Regions from separate parts of the Cydia pomonella genome. Here region 2 is linked to region 1. Evidence: chromatin contacts called from public Hi-C data. All regions are on one chromosome and are shown on one strand. The core of a region is the stretch at or near the end of the contact, and the rest is flanking DNA. Distances in the headings are between cores, read along the strand shown.

Evidence for each region. Hi-C and Micro-C count contacts between places; a contact is called where the count stands out from the background.
Region 2: a Hi-C map of whole body shows a contact between it and region 1, with 4 times the contacts expected there. The contact joins the promoter of LOC133527441 here to the promoter of LOC133527689 in region 1. A contact is called at or near these places in 2 of 2 Hi-C or Micro-C datasets (both in whole body).

What each region holds. Positions count from the first base shown.
Region 1 is chr18:17,019,684-17,023,176 of ilCydPomo1, forward strand. It overlaps LOC133527689 (UMP-CMP kinase), which reads right to left and starts at 1,949. Exons shown (of 1, transcript XM_061864808.1): 1 at 1-1,949. The coding sequence starts at 1,845. The coding sequence ends at 1,210.
Region 2 is chr18:17,186,737-17,190,229 of ilCydPomo1, forward strand. It overlaps LOC133527441 (peptidylprolyl isomerase domain and WD repeat-containing protein 1), which reads right to left and starts at 1,587. Exons shown (of 12, transcript XM_061864456.1): 1 at 971-1,587; 2 at 686-846. The coding sequence starts at 1,088. It overlaps LOC133527445 (CCHC-type zinc finger nucleic acid binding protein), which reads left to right and starts at 1,984. Exons shown (of 3, transcript XM_061864461.1): 1 at 1,984-2,143.

The DNA.
Region 1 (3,493 bases), core at 699-3,198:
GCTATATTTTATCGTTACATGTCGCCGCTTAGCTAACAATACCGTGTAAGACAAGAATTGGCCATGACAATTGGTCACCAATTATATATGTAATGAAGTTTTTTCTTTCTTGAAATCAAGCAAATCTGACTTGCATGGTATTGTTAGCTAAGCAATGATATGTATTGAATTCAAGGTAAATTAGACAGATATTACTAGTGATTACAGCTTGAAGATTACAGGCCTTATCAAACAGTAAAGCCGATAGGGATCATTTAAAACAATGACTGATTTTTCTTATCATTCCAATCTCATTGCGTAAAATTACTTTAAAAACGTAGGTTGCTTCTAACCTGTTGTAAAGTACTTGGGCCAAATTCCTTATCTATTATAGCCAGGCCAGACCAGAAAATTATCTAGGAACTTTCTCATCATACATTCTCTTGATTAAATTATTATGTATAGCTATTTCAAGGACACCACCACAGATGGCCGGCCTGGCTAAAGGTGTAACATTGACCATCATAATCTGTATATCATAGAAGTTTAGCTTTTCATGTGTCAGACGCCATTTTGTACAAGTCTGTACATATGCCGTTCTCCCGCTGCTGCCAGGAAGAAATATTGCCTTGTCTGCCAGTGTCCCGCTGCGGGACAATATAACAATGTAAGGTACTCTCTCTTGACGGAAAGTTGAGTGTCAAAAATTAGTTCTGTACCGCTCAGACATATACTAATGCTAAATCATTAGACAAGGATCTTTTAGGCTTATAGAAACTTCATAATTCCGTGGACGATGGTGTGTAGCCCCGCCCAGCCCCTGCCAAATGTGGCAAAATTTTAAAAATGGAGGCCGGCAGACATGGCAATTTAATTTTCGTCCCACTGCAGGAGTTCGGCACACAAAGGGTTAGTAACAAATGAACATAGTTTTACAGAGAGTGGGGAAATCATTACTTTGTCCTGGTCTTTTGCTTTAATAAAATTAATCACCTAGCATGATCAGTGATCACATTATGCAAAACTCTGTTCAACTCAATCATCTCATTCTTGACATGGCTATTAAGCCAATTGGTGTTATTAATACACTTTAAAATCCCTGGATAATTAAAACTTGTAAACTCACTCATAGCTGACAAATAAATAACTATTGCACAGGATATGACAATGCTTCATGTCAAACACCATTACAACTAAGATTGACCTATTTATTCATACATGTTAATTGAATTAACTTTCACTTTTCTCAACGGCTGTGAACACTTTTTTGACACTCTCAAACACTTCTGCTGGGCCAACTTCAGCATTAATTCGACGCACGAGGCCCAGGCGGTCGTAGTGGTCTATGATAGGCATGGTATCGTTCAGGTACGTGTTGAATCTTTTCTGCAAGCTCTCGAGGTTGTCGTCCGAGCGGCCGCTGCCCGCCGCGCCGCGCCCCAGGCACCGCTCCGTGCACAGATCCCGACCACACTCGAAGAAAAGTACAAACAGAAGCTTTGTTTTGTCAGTCATTACGCGTTCCCAGCCATCTAAGTTGTCCTTGTTGCGCGGGAAGCCGTCGATAAGGAAGCGCGTCTTGCCGGACTTTTGCATGGCCTTGTGTAGGAGCGAGCACGTAACCTCCACGGGCACGATTTCGCCATTACGGATTTTTTCCTCGATCATCTCTCCGTACTCGGAGCCGGGCCGCTGCCGCTCCTCGCGCAGCAGATCCCCCGCGGACAGGTGCACGTAATCGTATTCTTTAGAGATCAAGGAACACTGCGTCCCTTTGCCGGAGCCGGGCGCTCCCAGCACAAACACCACTTCTGGCACCATCTTGTTGAATGAAACTGAAAAGCGACGGAGCACACGATATAGCATCAAACGGAGAGCGACTAATTTACTTCGTTGAAATTAATTTATTTTATAAAACATGCGCAATGCTATAACCTTGAGTTAGACGTGATTGAAATGACGTTATGATCAGTGTTGCCGCACGAAAGATACAAATCGATCTATACGGGACTATTCAAATCTTATTTTCGTTCACTGATTAAAATCTCGGACTTGATTTCTTGTATTATGGCCTCATGTAATAATGGCACAGTGTAAAAAGTATAGAATTAGAACATGCTAAGTTGGCAGCGATTTTGATAGCCCAGGCTGTGCAAGTGTTGGTTCAAACCTCAAACTTCTATGAAAATTATGACGTCTAGTCTGGCCCAAAGAGACAGAACCAAAGACTGGCAGAATACCAGCGATGCGGCTTGCTGCATCATTATCCTAGTGAGTATTATATTCTTTGATCATTATGCTGAGTCAGCGCCTTTTCTGTGCCACAACACATGGCGTATTAATTTAAAAAAAATGTTTTATTGAATTAAGTTTGCATGTTTTTATTTTACACTTTTCTTTTTTGTTTATTTTGATGCTAATGCCATGTATCTTGTGGGTATGGATAAAGAATGTATCTATCTATCTATCATAAAGAGTAAAGTAAGTATGATACACTTGGATACATTGGGAGCGATTTTGAAAGGTGCAATTGTCAAGTAAACGTCATAATTTTCATAGAAGTTTGACGTTTAAAATAACCCGTGCACCGTCTTGGGTATCATTAATCGCTGCCATATTAGCTTGGTCTAACTATATTGTCATTTGATTTATTGAATATATTCATTGTTTTGAATCCATTTCCAACAACAGTGAAACACACCTAACTTGTCATTAGAAAAAGGAGCGAATTTTTTTTTTAAATAATTTGTCGTCTTTTGCTGCTGACGAGGTAACTGTGCCAGTGTAGTATAGGGAGCGTGCATGAACTGTAGGAGGCAGCACAGGAGCCGTCAGATTTTTGGCGCGAGGCGTAATTGTGATGTTTATTGTTCAGATGTAGCCCATAAGATGGCAGAACCTACTATGCACAAGAAAACACGTGACGTGTAAATGTACATGTTTATGGTTCCGATTCAGGCCACAAGATGACAGACCCTCCAACACGCACGGTCCCTATAGGAAACGAACAGGCATTGCATCTGGCAACATTGACATTGGCGGATTAAATCTACCGAGATGACTACTTCCACCAAACACGAACCGGTCGAAATTACAGCAGAGGGCTTACCGCGAACCACGTTCGACGTGCTGCCTCTCCGTCATACTTACGTACGAATTAACAAGTGCGACAGAGAGGCAACACGTCGAACGTGGTTCGCGGTAGGCCCTCAGATTTTGAGTTTGACGAGCATAGCCTGCGTGATATTGAGTACATTTATTTTAACGTCTTCCGTATCAGCAGATTCAGTACAAAAAAAACCTTTACTCTTTCGGCGTGCGACAGCTCTCGGCATTGTACTCCTTGGATGAACCAAATTAAGTGTAATGGGGAAGGCCAAAGAGCATATAATCACAAGGCGGCTGAATGCTAATTGTAGATGGCGCCACTAGAGTTTGAGATAACTACCAACTCTTATGAAATTTATAACTTTAAAGAAATATTTGTATTTAATAAACCAATGTTTCATAAATA
Region 2 (3,493 bases), core at 337-2,836, 170 kb after region 1:
TACATGATTCTAATAATATGTAGAGTGGAAGAACCAATAGGGATAATTGTGATTTTCACAAGATATTTTTTTATACATATCCGCACCCGCGCTTGTGAATGTGACCTCTGTACAGGCTGGTTAAATCTTATAATTTGTATTTTAATGAAACTCACATTTTCATGATATCTGACAATGTGTACAATTTGATTCAGTTGCTTCAAACAAAACATAATAAAAAGATGTTCCATGGGCCATGCTGTTTTTACTCACTCACTAAACTGTGTCTATATAAATCTACTTCTGCTACCATAAATCTGAATGTGTTACTGTATCCATAAACCATATTTGTAATTTTAGCTTTATATCCATTATTTTGTTACCTAGTACTATATAATGTAGATTTATCAGTAGGTAAATTGGTCTCACAGTTTATTATTAGTTTATTAATCACCACTTCGTTGCAATGGCATGGGAGTAAGCACGATAACAAATTTTGAAATGTACTATTTTATAATATGTCGACACAAACCATTCCATTACATTATTAAGCTCAGTTTCTTTTGATGTACTACTGTACTAAGACTGAACTAGTACATTTGTGAGTTTGGAGCAATCTTTTCAGTAAACAAGCATGCACAACTCTAGTGGATTAGGCACTGTAAATGTCAAATTTGTATGAATATATGATAGACTCAAAAAATACCTGTTTCTTCCAAAATTTGAGGTGTCCATCTTGACTGGCTGTGACAATAAAGTCTGTTTTGGTGACAACAACATGAGAGACCACATCTCTGTGCATGTAACTCCGCTCGTAGGTCTCCGAGGACGGCAGGTTCTCCAAATACAAGGATTCAAACTCCAGAACTGAGGCAAACACCAAAATATTAGCACATGATTAAATCACTTAGAATCTTCTAGACATTTAATTAGTTTTTAAATTAAAAACAGATCCCTTGCATGCAACAATAAATAAAAGACCTCATAGTACCTTTTCTTTTCTTAGTTTTGGGTACAGCCGCCTCTGAAGGCATAGGACCGATCCAGGCGTCGGCATCTTCAGATTCGTCTGCTTTCTCTGGACTGGCCGGCCTCTTTTCCGCAGACATGTTTTATGAGTCTTTTATTGATGTTATATGCGAGCTAGACTAGTAAAATATGTATGTTTTGATAAATATGATAAGACGCTATGTAATTAAAGCCGAACAAAAACTAAACGAGTTGATTTGACTTTGACAACTAAAATGACACTCACTAATGAAGTAATGACAGCATCAAGAGGATATTTTTTTTTGTGAAGGCATTGCCAGAAGATTCTTCTTAATTTCCTCAGTAAATGAAATTGTAGTCTGTTAAACAACTTTGTCAGTAGAAAAAGGCACGAAATTCAAATTCAAAAACAAAACGAAAACCCTTCGCACCTACATTTTTCACCACAAGGAATCGTGGGGTAGCGTGGCCTGTTGTGTCACGCCATTAATTTCTAATAAATTTGTTGCGCACACTTTCATATGTACCTAGTATATATATAAGCAGTATACAGATAAATAGCCTCGGCCGTAAGAACTTTCACGTCTATAGCAAATGTTTTACCAGGCAGCAATGAGCCATGCACCGTCGTGTGAACACATGATGAAGGCCTACAGTTGCGCATTGCCACGCATGGCCCATCACTGACCACTGTGTAGGGGCCTTTACATTTATTTTTCACATTACCTTTCTTCATCCTTCTCTACAAAAAGTGTCCTGCAAAAAGGTAGAGTAGATTTAATAACAATAACCATTGTCGGCAAGGGTCTACAACTATATTATGTAAGTAAGAAAAAAAGGTTTAAGTTTCGTTAGGAATAAAATTAGTCCCTTAAGTGGGAACATAATTTATTTCTAGTAACACTACCACAGACAACCACAAAGTATTGGTTTGTTCAAAATTTGCCAGAAGTGTAAAAAACGCCTTTGTTGTTTATGGCTTTTTCGTTTTCATAAACTTCGAGTGGTGTCTATGGCGAAAATGTCTTTTACGAATTCGTAGTGATGGTGGCTGGCTTCCTTGCAGACGACGCGTCATAAATTGCAGCTAATTTGTTAATTCAAGAGAAATTTCGATCGACCAACGATCTAAATAATAGTGATTTAAGTGTTTTTGAAGTTTCACACAAAATCGGTAAGTGATAAGGGTCGTAATCATTCTTAAATCGCGCGCTACCGGTACCTCTACACGTGGTTTGGCTACCGTCCCGCGTACGTACTTTCCAACTGTATTTTTTTTATATGCATCGTGAGATTCTGTCGATTTCGTGTAATTCCAGTGTGTTTTAGGTGAAATTTTCTCATGCTTAGATTTGCCGCGTTATGTTTAGGTTGTTTATTGAACGTGGTCAAGTTTGACAAGTACTGGCTTTCTGACACACATCTTGATACGGTAATTAGTTGTGAAATGTGTTGCTTTTCGTCTTTCTCCGTATTTATATACTGATAGCGAGTAGAGATATCGTGAATAAGATCCTCATGTTGACTTAGGTTGTGTCGTACGTCAGCTTTTCACCTTGTCGTCGGCATGTCGTAGCGACTTTTCTCTTTTTTCCTCTATTGGTTATGACGCATCAATGTACTGTGAGCCGCTTGAGAAATCGTATAAATACACGACGTAAGTGTGCTGTGAATATTCATCAAAAGGCACTTGTTACAAGTGAGCTGTTTGAGGTTACTTTATAGGCCACAAACCTGTTGGCCACTGTATTGAGATGGCAAGTAATTAAGATTCTTGTTAGATTGTGATATCTCCCGAATTCTACATTGATATAAACTCGAATGTATGAAGCTACACAACATAAAAACTAAGATTAAAGCAATTTGTAATGTTTACTTAGATATTGTATTTCTTCAATTTGGTTTCTCTGGTAAGAAATCCTACACATATTTAAAGCCTAGAGTAATATTGACATAGGTACATTATAATTGTTATACTTATACAATGTAACATTGCAACTTTCAACACTGCATTCTCTGTACATACAATGTTCTCACATAAATCCAATCTGTATCGTAAAATCTTAGTCTACCAGAAACACATGATCCAATTCACATTGTATGTCCGTTATTTAGGTGTTCTCAGGCAAATATCTTCCAGTTATATGAGAAACTCGTCCGAGGTATTTTTTTTAATTTTTGGCTTAAGAAATTGTTATTTGTCATTGCTATTTTTTTTACATCTATTTAATTATCATAATAGTATCAAAAATTATATGAACCTGTACCTAATTTCTTGAAGTAAAACTTAAAATGCTGGAAAATGAAGGAATTTCTCAAACCATATAAAGTACAGTTAGACCTAAATAACTTGCTGACCCTATCAATTTAGAAAGTAATTGTCTGTGGTATGGCATGGCCAACCCGAGTTAGGAGGAATATGAGAAAGTATTTCATCTTGTCAATTTGTTTTATTTTACAATGAGATTTTAATGGAGGATTGCATGAAGTGTATTGTTTTGTGATAAATTATAAATTGGATAAT